Linked DNA regions of Mus musculus: all the other regions are linked to region 2. A link is a contact called in public promoter capture Hi-C data. All regions are on one chromosome and are shown on one strand. The core of a region is the stretch at or near the end of the contact, and the rest is flanking DNA. Distances in the headings are between cores, read along the strand shown.

The links. Promoter capture Hi-C pulls out the DNA fragments that hold promoters and counts their contacts. Capture Hi-C pulls out chosen DNA fragments and counts their contacts.
Region 1: a contact with region 2 is called in a promoter capture Hi-C map of liver. The contact joins the promoter of Olfml3 here to the promoter of Phtf1 in region 2. A contact is called at or near these places in 7 of 39 promoter capture datasets (the 3T3-L1 cell line, 3T3-L1-derived adipocytes, the HPC-7 cell line and 3 more), 4 of 484 Hi-C or Micro-C datasets (the C2C12 cell line, CD4 T cells, peritoneal macrophages and 1 more), 4 of 115 datasets of contacts at active chromatin or transcription factors (the 230-238 cell line, embryonic stem cells, large pre-B cells and 1 more) and 2 of 9 other capture datasets (adipose tissue and liver).
Region 3: a contact with region 2 is called in a promoter capture Hi-C map of 3T3-L1-derived adipocytes, with 5 times the contacts expected there. The contact joins the promoter of Bcl2l15 here to the promoter of Phtf1 in region 2. A contact is called at or near these places in 15 of 39 promoter capture datasets (the 3T3-L1 cell line, 3T3-L1-derived adipocytes, the C10 cell line and 8 more), 1 of 15 datasets of contacts at CTCF or cohesin (the NIH/3T3 cell line), 9 of 484 Hi-C or Micro-C datasets (the 3T3-L1 cell line, the AML12 cell line, B cells and 4 more), 8 of 115 datasets of contacts at active chromatin or transcription factors (the 230-238 cell line, the SCID.adh cell line, bone marrow-derived macrophages and 3 more) and 4 of 9 other capture datasets (adipose tissue, liver, macrophages and 1 more).

What each region holds. Positions count from the first base shown.
Region 1 is chr3:103,736,465-103,739,485 of GRCm38.p6, reverse strand. Olfml3 (olfactomedin-like 3) reads left to right here and starts at 1,485. Exons shown (of 3, transcript NM_133859.2): 1 at 1,485-1,664; 2 at 2,249-2,534; 3 at 2,823-3,021. The coding sequence starts at 1,551.
Region 2 is chr3:103,966,878-103,969,843 of GRCm38.p6, reverse strand. It overlaps Phtf1 (putative homeodomain transcription factor 1), which reads right to left and starts at 1,586. Exons shown (of 19, transcript NM_013629.2): 1 at 1,057-1,586; 2 at 714-789; 3 at 34-90. The coding sequence starts at 758. It overlaps Phtf1os (putative homeodomain transcription factor 1, opposite strand), which reads left to right and starts at 1,528. Exons shown (of 1, transcript NR_030676.1): 1 at 1,528-2,966.
Region 3 is chr3:103,831,414-103,834,358 of GRCm38.p6, reverse strand. It overlaps Bcl2l15 (BCLl2-like 15), which reads right to left and starts at 1,663. Exons shown (of 4, transcript NM_001142959.1): 1 at 1,392-1,663; 2 at 882-1,003. The coding sequence starts at 1,527.

The DNA of each region.
Region 1 (3,021 bases), core at 236-2,735, 230 kb after region 2:
CTCTTTAGGGACAGCTCTGCGGTAATGCACCTGCTGCTCTTATGGAGGGTCTGGGTTCCATTCCCAGCACCCAGTCAGACCCCTCACAAGTGATTTCTAACTCCAGCTGCAGGGTGCATACCCACACAGACACATAATGAACTCTTAAAAACAAGAAGAACCTCTGATCCAATTTCTCTTGATTCCAAAGTGAACAAAATTTTCTCCTGAAAAGAAACTGGAATTTGTCTAGATTAATCACTGCAGGCCCCTTTGTAAATGCTGCATATTTGACTTCTTCTGATGTATGTTCCTGCCTAGCTCCCCTGTAGCTTTAGCTGGATAGAAAGGAGGAACATGGGCTGGAGAGAAGGCTTAGTAGTTGAGTGTACTGTTCTTTCAGAGGAGAGGGGCTCAGTGCTCAGGAACAATAGGCAGCGCACAATCTCCTAAAATTCAGCTCTGGAAGATCTGACGTCCTCGTCTGGTCCCCACGGATACCTGTATCCCATGCAGATACCTGTATACAGACACATAAAAGCATATGTAACTGAAAAACCAAATTTTTTTTTACTTAATTTTAAAGAAATGAGAGATACTTACAAATGCCCTACTGAACCATAACCAAGAAAGGCGATCAATAGTCTGTTCTCTCCCAGTGATAGGAAGGTCAGAATATATTTGTTTTCCTTTAGACTATGTTGTACATATTTTTTTTTTCAGGTTTCTCCCCTAAATCCATGAATGTAAACTAGCATGTCCTTGCTGCACCCTCCTATTTGGGAAATACCTGGAAAGTCATGTCAAGGATATTTAAGTCAGCTAGCTTAAAACAAAAACAAAAAACCCCACCTCCCATTTCTCAACAACCTCCAGTTTTGTTTCTATTCCTTTCCTTGGGCTAAATCAGAGATTTGGTACTCCATAGGGAGCCCTGTGATTTGGCTTGCTTAGGTTGAGATTCTCCACACGGTGAAGTCCTCGCCTGATTTCTTTGCCATGGGAGATGGCCCCAGAATGCTCAGCACAAGGTGGCGCCAATGAGCTATAGAAAGTTGACTTCCCTTTGCCCCAACCCCCATCCCCTCAAACCTCATCTCCTGTGTTTCTGGCTTCACTGAACAAGGCAGAAAATCCATTCTGTTATTTCTGGAGAAGGGATAGGTTAATGAAGGGTGCTGGGTTCTTACCGAGTCAGCACTGGAAGCCCTCTCCTAAAACGAATGGAGTTTGCTGAGTTTTCCGGGGGTCTCGGCTTCCTGCAACTTGCTCATTTTTCAGAAGGCCTCTGCCTCCAGATTGCCATCTCTCCCCTTTCCGGAGGAGCTCACAAGTCTAAGTTGCTGGTAGTTAAGGCTTCTGGCGACTGTGCAAAGGGGCCATCTGTGTTTGATCAGGCCAGGCGGGAAGGAGGGGGTGGGGGTTGTAAAGAGACTGAAAGCATTCCAGAGTAGTGAGAGACACCAGAGATGGGAAGGAGGAGGCCCCGCCCCCGCCCCGCCCCCAGAGCTAACGGGCTGGAGGGAAAGAGGCCGAATGCACACACTCCTCTGGCCCCACTTAAGGCTGCCATGGGGCCCAGTGCTCCTCTGCTGCTCCTCTTCTTTTTGTCATGGACGGGACCCCTTCAGGGACAGCAGCACCACCTTGTGGAGTACATGGAACGCCGACTAGCTGCCTTAGAGGTGAGGGACTTGTTTCTCTTCTCACCCAGGATGAGTCCACATCTATAGGTGCAACTAGCTGTCAGGGCTCTGGGAGTGACAAGATCGGGTTGTGTAAGAAGTCCTTAATGACGAGTAGCCTCTTAACTACAGACTTTTATTTCCCCAACATAAGACAATTGCCCAGCAAATAAACGCAACACGGCTCCCTCAGATTAGATGGAATAAGGGGGCAGGGGAAATGAGAGTCAGAATCGGGCTGCATCTATGCTGCTATACTGTTCAAGTTTCCCAGGCAATCTGCCTGCAACTTCCTGTCCGTTTCTTCCCCGCACCCCACATCTACTCCCTTTTGGACAATTTGAAGTCTGTAGCATCCTAATTTCCTGGAGGCTCAGATCACTGAGAACGCAAGGTGAAGGACTCTTATTCAGGCAAATTAAGCCAGGTTCCTCGGATGGGATGGTACCACTGACTAGTCTCCTCTGCTGTGGGAGCATGGCTGAGCTGGTCCCTTTCCTGGCCCTGACTCCCTGGCTGGGCCTCTGCTTGTCTGGGAGCTATAAACCTGCAACCCACCCTTCCTGACTCCCCGATCCCTTCAGGAACGGCTGGCCCAATGCCAGGATCAGAGTAGTCGGCATGCTGCCGAGCTTCGGGACTTCAAAAACAAGATGTTGCCTCTCCTGGAGGTGGCAGAGAAGGAGCGGGAGACCCTCAGAACTGAAGCAGACTCCATCTCAGGAAGAGTGGACCGTCTTGAAAGGGAGGTAGACTATCTGGAGACACAGAACCCAGCTTTGCCCTGTGTAGAGCTGGATGAGAAGGTGACTGGAGGTCCTGGAGCCAAAGGCAAGGGCCGAAGAAATGAGAAATACGATATGGTGACGGGTAAGTGATCTCACAGAGGTCCAGACAGTTTCAGAACTCCCCTTTCCTGCTTTTCTTCTTGTCCCAAGCCACCATAGCTCTATCTTTCAGAATGACACATTCATTGAGAGTTTCTAGAGGCCTGTCCTTTATCGGTACTCCATCTCTCAACCCTCCGTGAGTGGACACATGCACGGAAAAGTGTGTCTCTGTTCCCCAGGTGGCCCACTCTGGGGGAAGTTCCTGTTATACACATCTAACTCTTGGCCTCTGTTTCCTTCTCCTGTGCTTTCTCCTCTTCCCCACCAGACTGTAGCTACACAGTCGCTCAGGTGAGGTCAATGAAGATCCTGAAGCGGTTTGGTGGTTCAGTTGGCCTATGGACCAAGGATCCGCTGGGGCCAGCAGAGAAGATCTACGTGTTAGACGGCACCCAGAACGACACGGCTTTTGTCTTCCCAAGGCTGCGTGACTTCACCCTTGCCATGGCTGCCCGGAAAGCTTCCCG
Region 2 (2,966 bases), core at 337-2,836:
GTAACAAAGCTAGAATCAAAGAAATCAATTTACCTTAATCTGAGTCTGTTCGATTGACTTTTCCCATATCTGCTGATCATATGCTCCAATCTGAAACAAGGAGCAGGCTATTTAAATGATGCAAAGGCAATCTTTGTATCTAAGTCAAACCTCACAAGGCCATGAATCTATTAAATATGGTATCTGGAAAGTGGGTTTCTTACATATTAAGTTCATATTCCCCAGGGATGTTTTAAAAAAAAAGAAAGAAAAAAAAAAAAAGGCTGAATCTAAAAAGTGAAAAAAGCAACCCTCCAAATATTTTACACTAAAGATCACCTAAAATTCCACTCCCTGAAGAAAGCATCAATGGGAATCAGAGAGGAAGAAAAGGTAAGGAGCAGCTCAATCAGACGATAGTAACAATCTGAGCCATGCAGATAAGGATTTCATTCTTGTCTTTATAAAAAAAAAAAAAAATTAAAAGACTGATAATTTGCAAAAGCAAAGCATTGTAGTAGTTCGTGTATGCTGCCTTGAGAAAGGTGACTTACAGCTCACTTCCTAGAACCTAAAACTGTGTTTATAATGACTTTGCACATCATTTTTTATAATTATGTTGAGATGTTATATAAGAACATGTGATATTACCAAACTTAAGGAAAGTTAACAATATTCTTTAAGGGAGTTTTTTGCAGGGAGTATGGTTTACAAACAAAAACTACTGTTGTTACCTTCTTCTGATACCATGATATAGCATCTCTCTCATTTGAGGCCATCTGTGTCTCCAGCCAGAGAAATGGGATCTCACTGAAAACGAAGGAAATATCTCGGTAAGTCCAGTTGTTTCAGGTCATTGTCCCGTTTGGGGGTATGGCTTAAAATCTGCTTCTCTCAGTCTCTCCATTAGCTAGCTGCTCTTACTCAGGGTGTTCGCCAGAAAGAGGTGGGGGGAGGGGGAAATAGGCGAAACAGCATCCGAGAAGCCTCTGCACCACCCAGCACAAGAATGGATGCGGGGACAGCAAGTACCCGAGCTGGCCTCCCGCGCCCTCTGCCTCCCCGCGGCCGGCTCACCTGGTGCCCGCTGCCAGGCAGGCTGCCGGCCGGGCCCCCGCTGCTCAGTGACCCCCGCCGGACCGAGAGGCCGGGGGCGAGGCGGCGGGCCCGGCAGGCCGCATCTTCCCCCAGAGGCCCGGCCGTCCGCCTGGCCGTTACCATGGAGACCGCGGCGGCCAGCCCTGCCCCGGAGGCAGCCCAGCGTCCTGCGCCGGGAGGAGCGCAGCCTGCAGCCACAGACGCCCGACCTAGGCGGCCACAGAACAGGCCATGGGAGAAGCCAGGAGCCAACTGGGGAATGAGCAGAAGGAAGCGGGAAGGGTGCCTTCGCCAGCCACCTCGGCACCCGCAAGGGCTGGGTGCCCGGCTGGAAGCCAGCAGACGGCCCCGGGCCGGAGCAACGGCGCGCGTCCTCCGTGAGGGACGGGCCGCAGCTCCACAAGCTCTCGATGCGATCGGCCGCTTCCGCCTTCCGGCTCCGCCCCCGGCCGCCTTCCCGCCGCTCTGGCTGCCCGGAGGAAGAAGCCGACAGCCGCCTCGCGTGTAACCCTCGACGCTTAACGGAAAGTCACCTCAGAAACGACCCTCCCAGTACCCGTCGGTCCCCGGGAGGCTGGTCCCGATGTTCCAGAGGTTCCTGTGCGGGTCTGTAGCATTTAGCGTGGTGTTTACTTCATGTCCTTGTCTCCTTTGGGGGGACGAGACTAGTGCAGGGCACGAGCCTTCGCTCGAGTTCTCCGTTCTTGTTGGATGGACAAATGTTGGTGAATTTGCGCGGCCTGGAACGCGGACAGGCTGCCTGTGGCCCAGTGGTTCCTCCTTCGGCTCTCGGCAGCTCTGGGACAAAGGCTTTCTGCTGCCCACACAACACTAAGGGGATGCACAGGGCTCGGACTGCACTGGGACTTCCCCCAAATCGGAGAAAATGGCTGTTTATAGTGATTTAAAGAGAGGTCCAGAGAAAGGGCAACTGCACTCTAATGTAAATATAAATATGTATACCCACAGGGTTTCTAAGCTGTTCTTGTCTCTACACATTTGTGTGCACCTTAGTGGTTTGTTTCCAGGGGCCACTGTCTTGAACTTATTAAAAGCTAAGTCCTTTCTTGCCCTAGGCACTAAGCATTTAGTTGATGTAAGGCTAAAAATGGGTAATAGTTACCACTTAGGCAGTCTCCAGCCATTAAAACAGCATCAAATGAAAGTTATCCATACTGTGAAACGACTAAAATGTTAACACCCATAGGAATTATTTTTAAAAATTGCCTCACCCATTGGCAGTGATCCCCACTGTATACCCCTTAACTGTTCAGGGTTAAATAAAAAGCTGTTGAGCCTTAACAGCCCCTTCAGTGCTGCTGGACAGTGGAGCTCAAGGCAACAACCAACTCATTTTGGTAAATGACCTCAAAAAATTACTGTTAAGACCTAAATTTAACACTAATAACAAAAGCATTTGGCTTCATTGCCAAACACACGAGAGGTTTTCTGGGCTGTGGCTGTACTTTGAGGAATAGAATTGGTGGTACAGCTGCAAATTATTTTTCAGGAACCCTGGTAAAAATTTTCAGTGTTTTATTAGGATGCTGCTGTGTAAGGCCAAGCTTTGAACCCCCCAAAAAACATTCAGGCCCCAGCTCCCAGTAATGAACTGTCATTTTAGGAAATTGACTTAACAAGTCTGTTTTCTCACCAGTGTTGTGGAGATAATTAACCCCCTCCTATCTATGAGAACTGATGAAATACTGAGACCCTTCTAAGACCTAAATGCTGTCAGGACAGGCACTTCAACTACAGAGTTCACACAAAACTTAATGAGGAAAGGGATTCTCTTGTCTCCCATACTCCATCCACATCTGAAAAGTAAGCATCTTCATTATTATGCCATGCATCGTCACAAGCCTACGGCTGCTCTAAATGCAGGTAAC
Region 3 (2,945 bases), core at 414-2,913, 140 kb after region 2:
GATTCAAAATTAGTGAATACTGCTGGGAAGAGAGCAGGCTTGATATTTGCGTATGGTCTCATATGCTGATTCAGAGATTCTAGGAGTAGCAGTTTCTATAATGATTTACACACAAGTATAATGATTAAACAATGAAATAATGGCAAGTAATAAGTACTTGCTGCTGTTGATATAATCAGCAACATCTGCTGGAAGATGGTTTTATTATCTTCAGGCTAATACAAAGTCCAAGTGCTATTGCCAGTAATCAGAGTTCTGATGAGAAGCCAGCAAGCTCCTTTAAGAGGTTAACTCTAATTGCATCAGATTTCTAAACTATGCAATATTTCTGAATCTTACTGCTAGACCCTGGGATAAGGGGAAGAGCCCACTCCCAACAAAATTAAGCACTAAAAATATGAATAATGGAATAAAGATACTAGCCACACTAGCCTGGTGACCCGAGTTCAATCTCTTAAACCTACACAAAGGTGGAAAGGGAGAATTCCACAATATTGTCCTCTGGCTTCCACAGACATGCAGTGGCACATGTGTCCCCCTCCCCACATCATACAGTAATAGTAATAATTAATAATAACAAATATACATAAAAGATTATTTTCAAAGAATAGTTAACTATGAACATGATCTATGCACACAAAGGGCAGCTCTGATAAAGATGAGTTCCTTCTATAGTACTGGGTTTTTATTAATGTCTGAAGAATTAGCAATCACATTTCCCTCTATAGCTTCTTGAACAAACATATACCTCCAAATCCTCACAGAATATTTCTATTTTTAGTATACAGAAACAGGGAAGGAAGGAAGGAAGGAAGGAGGGAGGAAATTAAAGCTTGAAATAGAATAGAACAGCAAACAACATTAAAAAGCAAAAATCTGACCTGTCCTCCAATGGTTACCGCAATGATATTATTGGCAGAAGCTTCCAGCTCTCCATTGAACTGATCACCCAGTATTCGAAGGCGGCCAACAATGATAGCCACATCAAAAGAGTAATCCTCTCCTAAGACAGGGAAAACATGTTCACCATGTTGAAGGAACGGAAAGTCTCCTGAATCCCAGCAAAACAGAAATGTTCTATAGTTGGTCCCCCCCCACCCCCCACCCCACCCCCCACCCCCGAGAGAGAGGGTTTCTCTAGGTACCCCTTGCTGTCTACTCACTCTGTAGACCAGGCTAGCCTCTGCTACTTTTGCAATTCTTTTAAACAGTTTTGTCATTGTCTATTCTCAGTAGTAGCAGTCATATAATCTTCTCTATTGAGAAGATCCTTTATTTCAAATGTTGCTAAAAGTTTAGGACTCGCTTTTTAAAGCTTGAGAGGAACTAGAGGAAGCAGACTCTGGTTCTATTACCCACCTGTAATCACCACCTCAGATTAGGAGCCTTACCTGAGCATGGTTCATCTGCACCCGATAGGTTCCGGTTAGCAGCGTGGGATAGTGGGGTCCTGAAGTCTTTGAGTAGAGAATTCACGATGCATTCTGTTTGCTCCTCAAAAGTCCGAGGGTTTTTCATTTTAGACATTCTCCACAAAGCTTAGCAGGAAGTTAGAGAACCTGGCAAACCAGTTGTGGCTGCCTACCTCTTATTGCTTCCTAATTGGATATGTCCTAAAATAGTTCCCATTAACTTTCCAAATGAAACTGCTCAAAGGGGATGACAAAGACTTTGCAGTTCCTTATCTCAGAACCACACCCTTGCCAGTATGTAAGAGTAATGGATAGCTCTTACAGATAAACTATCTATAGCTGAAATAAACTGAAGAGGTAAGTTGAGCAATTGTAATGAATTGAAGAAGGTTCTCTTGAGTAATTTAAGAAATACTTCCTGCTAGGTTCTGTAACTGATGTAATTTCAAGGGAGGTGAGATACCAGAGGTCAACTTCTGACTTGGGCATCCCTTTGGCACAATTAGACAAATTATTTACTGAACATTTGTATGTAGAAGACTATACTTGGCACTATAGACAACACAGAAAATGACACAGGCATGGCTCCTTGTGAAGTGTACATTTCAGCAGAAATGGCAGCTACTGACAAATCACAGAGCTTCTTGTGCCCTTGAGATACGGTGGATGAGGAGAGGACAAAAGCCAATAGGCTGGGGAAGCTGCCTTACAGTAGTGACATCTGAGGCTAGGGATTTATTAGGCAAAACTAACATAAAATAAAATAAGTAAAGGACTAAGACTCGTGGAAGGCTGGCAAAGATAAAGGCCAGGACAGTGGAGGAAAAACCCTGGTTGGGCATTTGAGTAATTAAAGTAACAAGATATTTCAAAGGGAAATTATACAAATTAAGATAACACTATCTGAAATGATCTGACAATGTCTGGTATGTGGCAAATGGTAAATATCCTTTGTTTAGCTCAAAGCTTAGTAATCAGGAAACCGTGATTCATTCTTTAACAAGAAGTTTGTCCTGAAGTATTAAACTTCATTATTGTTTTTAGGAGAACTCAGGCTTGAACACTCGCCTGCAGTGGCTGCCTGATCTACAGAGTGAGTTCCAGAACAGCCAGGGCTGCACAGAGAAACCCTGTCTCAAAAACACAGAAAATAAGATTTGAAAATATTTCTCTTTTGCCCAGATTCCCATTCCTTCAAGCACAGCGGTGCCCTATTCTCAAATCTGGGCTTGGCTTCATTAATAAGGCAGCCTCTAGCTGGAGAGACTTTGTGGTCTGGGTCTCAGATACATCATTCTAACCTACCAGCAAACCTAACACCCACATTTCTCTTTTCCAGTAAAATAAACAGCTTCAATTGTAACAGTAAGAAATTCAAGCATCAACAGTAGGTCAGTTATTCAGAATGGGATTTCTATCCTGCAACATAGTCAGAAGCAATATTCTATTTTCTGCCCATTCTAAATGAATGAATGAATGAACAAAAGAACAAATATAGACAGACAGATAGACGGATGCCACACCCACTCGAGT